Linked DNA regions of Zea mays: region 1 is linked to region 2. A link is a contact called in public Hi-C data. All regions are on one chromosome and are shown on one strand. Each heading gives the region's core, a stretch centred on a gene start, on an enhancer-like site or on the middle of the called end of the contact. The rest is flanking DNA. Distances are from core to core; before and after follow the strand shown.

Region 1 (5,866 bases), core at 1,974-4,473, 140 kb before region 2:
GGGGCCGACCAATGGATCGGAATGGAGCTTTGCAAACGGACTGTTCTGGGATGGAGACGTCAAAGATGCATGCGTTGAGGTGTAAAAATAATGGTTTATGAGAGGGTAGGTGTGGACTTTGCGTGGCATTCGGATTATTGGCATTAGAAATTGAAACGGCAGACAAGGAACGAAGCGAGACCGCGCGTGCGGTTCGTCCTGGCATGTAGGTCTGGTAACTCTGTTCTCGGTTCAGTTTTGGTTCACTTTATCCACTGCTGGTGCATTGATACAGTTTCTTTATATCATATGGATATAATTTGTTTTAATAAAGAAAAATAAAAATCAATATTTAAACTTTTACTGTGCACTATTTTACCTTATTTAGCATAAAACAGAAAGAAGAATGATCGTGGAAACGTAGAAACTGGTGGAAGTAGAAGGGTGATTGTGGAACTGTGAAACCTGTTGCTTTATAGAGTAGAGGTCCATGAAAGTGGAGTTCTAAGAAATAAAAACCAATCCATTCCTAGAAAATGACCGAAATGATCAATTCCTAGAAAATGATGTAAATGATCAATTCCTATAAAACAGGAACTGACCAATTCTAAGAAATTTTAGAAACCGAGCATTTTAGTTTTCAGTTATTTAAATTTAGTTTAGATTCTTCCAAATTAACTGATTTTTCGGTAGAGCTCAGATTTAAAACAAATTTAGGAAACACTACCGATATTTTAAATAATAATAATTGATAAGGATACAATACCAATATAGTATAATAAACACAGAGTAATTTAATATGAGACATCACACATAAATTAAACATAGTCTTACAAACCACAAGTATGTGAAGTACAATTCGTATATTTTGATTAATTCTGTTATCTAAGAGTAAGAACCGAAATTTTCTCGATTATTTTGGTTCCTCGTAGTCTAGAACTGAATAAGGAACTAAATTTGATTCTGGTTATTCGGTTTCGGTTCTGTTTCTTTCAGATTAGTTTCTCGTCTTTGGTTAATTATGCTTGACCCCGGAGATGAGAGGGGTCGATGGCGGTAGCAACAGCAAGGGGAGGGGATGACGTTACGGCGGCTCGGCACAAGTGAGGGGGAGAGGCGAGGGACAAGGCGTGTATAGGAAGCCTTGGGACTGAGGGGTCGCAGGGAGAGGTGTAGAGATAAAGAATGATCTAAATAATATTGTCTATTCGATTTTAGTGAGTAAGCGAGAGGGGTTATCCAATGATCTAAACTATTAGTTTTAATGACAAGTCTGGATGTAATTTTTTTGGTGGAATTAGTGGAAGTTATGAGTATGGGGTGATTTGATTGAGTGAGTTTTGCAAGTTTAAACTGGTAGATTATATGATGGTAGATATAGAAGATATGCAATCAACTCTCCTTTGTCGGCCAAATTAACCTCTGACGACGTTGTTATGTGATCCATTTTCCTTTTTCCACTCGAGTCCATGCCTGTATGATCCAATTCTCAGCCACACAACGCGGGCATTGAAATCGAGTGGGCCAAGTCACTCTTGTTAAACCGTGGCCCACTTGTCCCACAATCGAACCAGAGGGGGCGTGAAATAACTTTGCACTATATATATATATATATATATAGAAAAAGTCTATTTCACTTTCCTTACCTTCTGCTTCAATTTATGTTTCTTAATTAAAAAATAGATTTTAGACTCTAAAACTTCTGACACCATCTGACCTGAGCGGTCTTTTAAAACGGTATTTCATGACATGGCTCCATATCAGCCGTCTCTCGTAGCACCACATGAGCCACGTAAATCAACTTTTATGATAATTGAAAAAGTTAAACTAAAAGTTATAAAAAATATAAAAATAACTTTTAAAATATCTAAATATTTCTCTACAAATACATTTTATTTGTTTCAAATTATAAGTCAGTCTAACTTTCTTAAAAAGTCAGAACATCTTAAGTTTAACCAAATTTATATAATAGAGTAATATTTATAATACTATAAATACCATTATATACTTTATTAATTATACCTATTTGACGCCATAAATTTTTATATTTTTCTCTATAATTTTAGCCAAACTTTAGATGCTTTGACTTTCAAAAAAAGTTAGAGTAATTTATAGTTTAGGACGAATGGAGTATACTTGATAAAAATACTTAAATTTGATATAACTTTAGAAAATCCATAGAAAAAATTACTTTATCTCACATTTAAAAAAATCATGATCTATGTTTGTTTTGAGCAAGAACCATTATATAGAGCATAATTTTAGGGACACAAGAACTCTCATTTCAAGCTCATCCAAATTGCAGTTCTTGCTTGGTCATGTGCTCCTGATGTGTGCGCTAACCTACGACGATGAAAGTTATCGAGGAAGCAAACAAGCTGATCTGTATTTCAGTATTTAAGCTCATAAAATTTTCCTTAATTACATTTTTCATATATAAATAGTTAAGCATTTTTCATATATTCCATAAAACATGTTAGTTTAATATCCTTCACTACAACTTTTAGGGGAAAACGCCACCAAATGTCGTGGCCTACTATTTACAATACTGTATTTTTTTCTCATGCATCTCTCAATGGTTAAGAAAAGGCGTGCCATTGATGAAACATGATCTGCAGTTTGCACAATGTCTGCGTGGTGATTCACACTGCGTTTTGCAAGAATTTGCCTTAGGGTGCCATCCTCTGTTCATTTGGCCTAGTTTTAGATATTAGGGGACCATATTGATTCGATAGATCCATTTAACTTAAGTATGGGAAAAAATGTACAACATGATTTTATATAAGATAAAACTATTTTTATATATTTTTTGATTTAAAACAAATGTTCTATAAACTTTATAAGCTTAAATAAGATTTTAGTATTTTAACATAGATGTGCTTTTTCTAAAACGAGATTTTTATATTTTGAAAATTATTTCTAGAATTTTTAAAATAATTTTGAATTGATCTTCCGGAACTTCCGTGAAAATCCAACTTATATCTATCCCGGCTAGGCAACGTCAGCCAATATGGCTAGGCCGTGCAAAATGATCAAGGAGGTAAATTGAATGGTTTGAGAAATTAGAGTCTAAAATTTTGGTTTCCTAGTTATGTGATGTAAATTGTACTCGATCAATAGTTTAAGGGATAAGACAGACTTTTCCATTTGCATTATTACCTCTTAAATACTATATGTTGTGTTGTTGATACTAGGCCCATCAAAGTAGTGGGCTCAAGGCTGGTTATATAATAGGCCCTTGCGAATGACACGCGAGACCGTCGGAAATGATGTTGCTTGCGCACTGCGAGTCTGAGGGAGCCCAGTGGCTTTGACTGCATGGGCTCCGAATTTCAGAACGTATATGGTTGGATAAAATAGTCATGAGTCATGACTCAGCTCACTCGACTCATAGTTAACTCGGCTAGGTTTGATTCTCGGCTTTAAGGATGGCAATTTAATCCATAGATTTGGATATCCGTCGGATATTCGATCCGACGGATCAGGATATAGATATGTTTTTCGACCCGCGGGTTAGACCTGTATCCGATCCGAGATAAAGTGGGCATGGATTTGAATATTAAATCTCATCCGCGGGTAATCCGTTGGATATCCGAAATTAACCATTAGTCCATTATTGTCGGCCCACACATGGATTGAGTTGGATTTATATTTGGAGGAGCCAACACTGCCAAGAACTCAAGAGCTTGACATTATCAACTGGTGACAGTATGCAGGGATCAAGTATCCAACTTTGAGAAAAATTGCTCGAGATGTAATGGTAATTCCTGTTACAACAGTGGCATCTGAGTCTGTCTTTAGTACTAGGGGAGAGTAATTAGCCCACATCGTAGTAGACTTGCTCCAAAAACAGTAGAAGGGTTGATGTGTATGCAAGCTTGGGCCCGAGCTGACATGTTAGGCGACCAATCCTATTTTATAAATGCACTAATGACTTGTTTGGAGGATGAAGAGGAAGAAATGGTAACATGATTCAACTCTTTAGTATGTTCTTATATTTTGGTTATCGAATCTGATCATTGATTTAACCATTTATCTATTTTGTTGTTTAGATGAACATGATTCTACTATGATTGACTAAAAAATTTAAACACAGCTACTATAGCGCTAGCTCAAGTGCTCAACACTACACTCGGATCAGATCAGAAGGCAAAAGGCTTAAGGCCAAAAGAAGACATGTATTTGTTGTCATGTATTTGTTTTCATGTTGCGACATGTAGACATGTATTTTTATCATGTTGAGAATGTTGCTTGTTGAAGGACATGTATATTTGTTTAAATTTTTATTAAATTTTAAGTTGTATATGATGTTGAAACATGAAGAAATTTGATTAATTATGTTATTCAATTGCTGAAAATGATTTTATCATATGTGATGGATATCCAATGGATATCCGAAACCCGATGGACATAGATATGGATATAAATTTCTACTCGTGGATATAGTCACGGGTGGATATTATTTATGACCGTGGATATGACTGTGGGCGGATATTTCCAATATCCGATCCGAATCCGACCCGTTGCCATCCCTACTCGGCTTGTTTTAATTTTATCACGAGCTAAATATATCTCAGCTCTGTTCGTTAACGAGCCAGCTTGACACGAGCTTGAGTCAGCTCGTTAGCTTGAATGAGCTAGCATTTATTAGCAAAACAAAGCCTATGCTTGTATTGGATAAATTAATAAGTGATGCACTATGTTAATTTATAGTTTAAATGATGTGATATATGAAATTATGAGTATTGTTAGTCTTTTCTAGTATTAAGTTAATATGAAATTAACTAACGATTGATTATATTGTTGTATATATATGTATATTATTTTTTGTTGTGACTCACGAGTTAAAGGAGGTATCGCAAACGAACTTAGCTGAGCTGGTTTTTTAAATCGGTTACTTAACGAGTCGAGCCAAGACCGTTTATTCTCAAGCTTGACGAGCGATCTGGCTCAATATCCACCCTGCCCGGTCGCGGCGACGGCGGCTAGTTGATACCGTTTCTTGGAAGCACTTGGCCACCGAGAACTCTGTTAGAAATATAGGCATTTTCTGTATTATTTTAATTCCATAAATTAACATTATTATGATGACATATAATAGATAATCAAACATGGAAAATGTGATCTCAAAAATATCCATAACAATATGGATCATGAGAACACAAAGCATATGAAGCATGTAATTCATATAAATAAAATAAGCATATAAACATGGTTCATGGATTATTGCAGAACAACTGGAAATAAACAGATAACAATATAAACAGCATGACTGTAAAATTAAGACAAACAGATTTATCATATTACTAGTATGATCAGGCATCAAACACGTCATGATATAATACGACAAAACATATTGGATAAATTTATGGCTACAAATAAAACAGCAGGTATGAACATATATAATTTGCAGAATGAAAAACAGTAAGGAGATGAATTGATCATACCCAGCCATGCGCTCCGAGGATCTAGATCCTTGTCCAACTTCACTTGTCATGTCAGCAGGAAGAAGACTTTGGGCAGTCGCGTAGACGCTCCCCAAAAACCTAATTGTCGATCCCTCGTGCAAGGTCTCGAACGGCAAGGGCTCCGGAGGCACCTGCCCTCTCGCTTCTCTGTGCGCGCAGAGTCACGAGATGGAAATACCCTCACTCGGCGCTGGACTGTGTTCTGAATGTGTTCTGAAAGTGTGTTCTCGCGTGTACCGAGTGACAGGGGTGCTCCTCTATTTAACCTCTCGCAGAGGGAAGCTGAAGGAGAAAGGTCGCCGAGTCACGCCAAGAGTCGGCCAGCTCTAGCCGAGTTATGCCATGAGTCGGCCATCTCTCGCCGAGTCACGCCATAAGTCGGCAGCTGAAGGAGAAGGGTCACTCGGCTGACTGCCGAA
Region 2 (5,497 bases), core at 1,375-3,874:
GGTCCCTTTCTTTTTATGGGAGCGGGATGGGCTTGCGGAATACCTAGTGTATTCACCCAGATTTATTTATGTTTTTCAGCAGCTGAAGACTTCTTTTCTGCTATGCTTGATTGAGGGGGCTGTGTCTGCACCCAGTTCTGCCTATGGCTTGGGCTAGTTTATCTTCTACTGCGCTTTGTATTTCTGGCTCTCTCGAGCTTGTACCCTTGTATTGTAATAACTTTTATTTGAACTCTGTACTATTTGAAGTAAGGAATGTGGTTACTAGCCTCCTGGGACTAGTAATTGTATCACATTTGAGTCCCAAAGGATCGGGACGCTTCAGAACAATAATTAAATCAATAGCAAAATTGGAACATGATCATAATTCAGTATAGCATTAATCCTAAAACCAAGTAGAGCAATAGCAAATCTACCCATCGTTCATTTGTTTGCAAGGTGTGGGATAAACAATACTAGGGAAACCTATTAGGTCCCATCAAATTAACCTGAGAATGTCATAGTGATTAACATGAATATTATTAGGTAAAGAAGAGTGATCAAAGGCATAACATGCCTTAGACTTGAGATCCTAGGTACCAAGTTGGTCTTTAGATTCTCGTGACCTCACCGCTATTCGTAGCAATCCATACAAATAAACAGGGAGCACATAAAATAATAGTACACCAACACCCCAGACTACGACACATTAATGGCCCACGCACTTCTCAGCCTACGGCGCTCTTATGGCCTATCGGAGTAGGCCTGAGTATGTAGACCTCCCGTAGGGCACTACACGACGGCTCGCGCCGAGCCCCATGCTATGGAAGCCAGGGGTCGGCGTCGCCCGAATGATGGCGCCTGGGACCATCGCCGCCCCACGTCATCCACCATGATAAATACACGACAACCAGGTTGCTCCGGGCCCCGCGAGTACGCATGGATTCACTCAAGGTAAAACACTTGTTTTACGCTTGCCTTACGGCTCCTTCCCAGGGAAGCCACCGCTGGCCGACCCCTATCACAGCCTATAAAAGGGAGAGGCTGGTCTCTAGGCAAGGGGATCGACGGATCGAGGAACATAAGGACGAATGGAGGGGCAACCAGACGCCTTTAGACAGAGACGAGCCCACAAGGACGGACAGGAGGAGGAGCGCCGATGAGGACCAGGACGTCGGAGCCCCGCCAAGCCAAGATTTAGCTAGGACTCACCTTACAACTTCTAAGCTCTAGTTCCACCCCGATAAAAGATCTGAGAGCCTCTCCTCCCTCTCGACTACTTGTAACCCCTACTACGAGTTTGATCATCAATGGTACCGGTAGCTGGGTGTAGGGACGTTGCGTCTGAACCAGTATAAACATTGCGCTCTCCACGCACACACTCTGAAGCCCGGTGTTGAGCACCAAAAGTGGCGGACGGTCCGGCCCTTGGGCCCGGACAATCCGCATGCCCGCGATTAGATTAACTCGGGTGATTATCCTGATCTCGTGCGTGGTTATCCATCTAATCACGTGGGAGTTGTTGGCTATCTCCTCGGAACAGGTCCAGACCTCATCCCCTATAAATATAAATGGTACGACCGATTGAGAACCCCCGAACACATTTCAATCGAACCAATTACTTTATTTACCTTTCCTGCCCTATGAGTAGATGTAGCGCTTCCGCATATCCACCTTCACCTCTATTCGGCTCTACGTCGTCTAGAACCGTCCTGGGGTGGCCTACCGACCCCAGGACGACCCTATGATTTTTACCCCTCCTAAGGGGCAAGATCTACTTCGTCTACTTAAATCAAGATCTCTTCCTCGAATTGATCTCTTAATTTATAGGCGACTCTACGTCGTCTGGAGACGCCCCGGGTGACCTGCTGACCCGGAGCACCCTAAGGTCTCTCCCCCAGGGGGCGAGATCTAGGTCCTACAAGGAGAAGAAGACGACCCTGCGCCATCACAAACTGTCTGGCCTAGAGCTCGGACCGTCTGGACAGCACGCAGGAAAGGCGCCACTTCTGCCGCTAGGTCGCGGACCGTTCGGCCCAGAGCCGCAGATAGTCCGCGCCCCCACAGCGAGCACCGTCAGGCGATCCGACGACTCGTTGCAGACCGCCGCCACTATTCACCTCGCGGAGCCAAACCCAAGGTATTGCTCATCACGAGAAGGCCCTAGGGTCCGTTGCTGTTTGATCCAAAATAGGTGGTGACCATCATAGAGGTGTCGGCCCACTTTCAGGATAACCATTTTATTCGACCCTGCATTATCTAAATGTGCTAAGTATCGATAGTCGGTTAATTATAGTGTTTGGTGACAAAAAGACGCCAACACCCGGAACACGTATAATAAATTTACTTATCGAGACGAGATACGAAACACTAACACATACCGTTAACCAAACAAGTGTCAAGTATTAAGTTTTTGACCATCCTTATACCATAGCTCAAAGCTAATCGGACCACAACATAAAACCTGAATGAACGTAATAAAGTGCTCCAATGGAATCGGTACCGTGGGCCAAGACTGATCTGGATGACTCCGACTTCCGACTGGTGGAATATTGTGGGGGCACACCGCACACAGGAAAGGGACACCTCTGGCCTCGCCTCTCCCATAGTCCCATGTCGCAAATTTGCCTGCCGCACACGGTCGCGTACACCGGTAAACGGACGGCGGTTCACTGGCCCACATGTCATGCCGGGTATGCCCGTGTTCATGGCCAGCTCGGTGGTCGTAGCTCCGTAATTGGGACGGGAGTTTTGTAGCCACGCAGGAGGGATCCACACGTGGCGTGCGGTCAGGGAGGCTATGTCATCTTTGGGTAGTGTTGTGGTCGAGAGCTTTTTGCTGGAAGTTTTTTTTTTGTTGCAGCTGTATCGTACCGTTTTTCCACAGCAAAAACATTGTATGGACCGGCGGCCCCGGTCCAGCCCAAGTCCGCTGAGGCCCGGTCTAACTCTGTTTGGTCTACAAGCCGTGTTGTGTTGGCTTATGGGCCACGAATAAAGATTAGGCACGATCTGTTAGATTGTTTATCGCACTGGCCCGGTTGGTGGCCTAACGAGCTTAACGGGCATGTACAAGTTTATCACGTTAAATATTAAAAATGGCTAAATATGTGCAAAAATACAATTTCAACCATCGTTGTTCGCTTTAAAAGCCTATCTACATCAACTTAACCAATAAGGCACATGTATTTTTAAGTTTTATACCTTATAATCATGTGTAATATAGACATTTCTATTAAAAATGGGAAAACATAAAATTGGGCCGTGTTGGGCCGAGCCCACAGTGCCGCACCTTAGACTCAAGCACGGGGCCGATAGCCACCTTATTGGGTTATGTTCGGGCCGGGCCAAAACCATATGTCGGGTTACGGGCTTACCGGACGACCCAACCATGAAGTGTCCCCATCCTTTGGGACCCAAATGTAATACAATTACTAGTCCTAGGAGGCTAGTAACCAGATTTATTTCAATCGATGGAACTAAACCTTGTTACAATAATTATTACAGGCTCAGAAGAGGTAAGGAAAATCAGAGCGAGAACCAGCCCTAGTCACTGGCAGACCGGGTGCAAACGTAGCCCTCTTCTAGTCGAACAACGGTAATGAAGTCTTCAGCCACTGAAAAACATGTAAAGCAACGTGTGAATACTTTCATATTCCACAAGCCCATTCTAACCCATAGAGAGGAGAGATAGACATATTTTGTACATGCTCTTATTTGGTGGAGTTATAAGTCACTCTTTTTATTTTCAGAAATACATGGTTTCAACATCCCCAGAATAAAAGAGAAAAGGCATATTCCTTTACTCAACCACCACTGAGCTTCTCACTCCCGTGGCACACTTTTATTTCCAAAACACACATGTTTACCCATCCCCTTTCTTTTGAATACAAAGTGTTAATTATTGTATCATACCAAACTCGTCCATACCAATGGACACAGACTATTCGAATAGATTTTTAACTCTACGTAAAGGTGTACACATTATCCACTAGTCCGGCTATGCGGTCTCACTACCATGAGACCCGACACCGAAACTCTCTCCTCCCTTGCACGTCTTTACCTTAATGGTTAAGTCGAAAGGAACAAGGTCACCCCCTCGCCCAAACCAGGATGGCAACATTCCCTCTCCTTGCCCTTCTGGTGCTCCCCATCCACCGATAAATCTAGGGTGCAAACCGTAGTTAGTTCGGATCAAGCGACTGCCCATATAGTCTTCAGTGGTTGTACTTGATATGAGTATAGGTAGTGTGAGGGCCTATTATGTCGAAGGTCCCCATTTAACCTTCATTTTAGCACAAGCAAGTGTGTTTCAAGTGCTCTTCTATTGATGGACGAAGCTGACCTTCGACCGAAGCAACATATAAAGAAGCTTCGCCTAGCAAAGGTGTGAACCGAAGTCGGTACGTTCGAAAAAGAAGAAAGGCTTCTAATGCTTGCTAGTGGATAAGGTCTCATACGACGAAGGCCAAGACCTGCGTAGCAGAGGAAGGAGAAAATACAATACTACCCTGATGTAATTTGTAAACAATGCGTGTAAAACCTTGAGGGGCGTGATTGTAATTTTTACAAAGGCGATTCATCTTTCCTATAAATTGGTGAATAGTGCCATGCATAAAGTACCTTTTTAAAGGGCCATAATTTCGTGCTGCTTAGCCTTTGAAGGTCCTTCATGCCATCTTGTATTAAGGAGTCGAAGGTATGCTTGTAAACTTGTTTAACATTAGTGGAGTTGAAATAAAATGCTAAGGCATATGACATAAGATTCATAAAGAGCCTCACTTTGTCTTTTTCATATTATTTCATTTTGCTTCTCTTTAAGAACCTTTGTCCTTTATTTTAACACTCCGAAGAAGTGTTATAACACAGGACGAAGGTCTTTATATTTAACTTGTGTTGCCTTGATTTTCGATACCTTCAGAGAATTGAAATCAAGTACCAACATTGGCGCCCACCTCCGGTCATCTCACGACCACAACTCACATCATGCCGCCGAAGAAGGCAACAACAACTGCTTCCATCCTTAGGACTTAGGACACCAACCTAGGGGAAGAAGCTCTCCTCAGGGAGGCAAGAAACCAAAAGAGGAAGGCTATCAACCCAGAACCACAAGACTAAGAGCTGGATCAAGAGATCAACAACCTCAAAGCAATCCACCAGCAATTGGAGAAGTGCAGAGAGAAGGTGCTTCATCTTTTTCAACTTCAGAAGAAGATTGACGAAGCAACTAAAGAAATGCGCAACATTAAAGCATAGGACCACAACAACTACAGGGACCAGAATTACGAGGGCTTCAACCATGACAATCTTCGTCATGAACTAGTCAACTTCCAAGACTTCCTCTTTGACAAAGCTTCCACATTGACACCAGAGATGTAGGCGACACCCTGACCACTGCTATATAGGCCCCCACATTGCTAATGTATGATGGCCTAACTGATCCAAAGCAATTACTTATGAGTTATGAAGCTACCATGTCTTCGTTTGATGGTAATTCAGTAGCCATGGCAAAGTCCTT

Evidence for each region. Hi-C and Micro-C count contacts between places; a contact is called where the count stands out from the background.
Region 1: a contact with region 2 is called in a Hi-C map of bundle sheath, with 4 times the contacts expected there. The contact joins two enhancer-like sites. A contact is called at or near these places in 3 of 25 Hi-C or Micro-C datasets (bundle sheath, ear and leaf).

The regions. Positions count from the first base shown.
Region 1 is chr7:104,574,683-104,580,548 of Zm-B73-REFERENCE-NAM-5.0, reverse strand. No RefSeq gene overlaps it. Among protein-coding and RNA genes, the nearest start is that of LOC100272233, 100 kb to the right of the region's middle. Within about 2 kb of position 3,223, at least 14 of the 20 cell types and tissues checked have an H3K27ac peak or open chromatin away from gene starts, as enhancers often do. A contact at or near this core is called in bundle sheath, ear and leaf, where this site is marked.
Region 2 is chr7:104,432,293-104,437,789 of Zm-B73-REFERENCE-NAM-5.0, reverse strand. No RefSeq gene overlaps it. Among protein-coding and RNA genes, the nearest start is that of LOC100272233, 42 kb to the left of the region's middle. Within about 2 kb of position 2,624, at least 17 of the 20 cell types and tissues checked have an H3K27ac peak or open chromatin away from gene starts, as enhancers often do. A contact at or near this core is called in bundle sheath, ear and leaf, where this site is marked.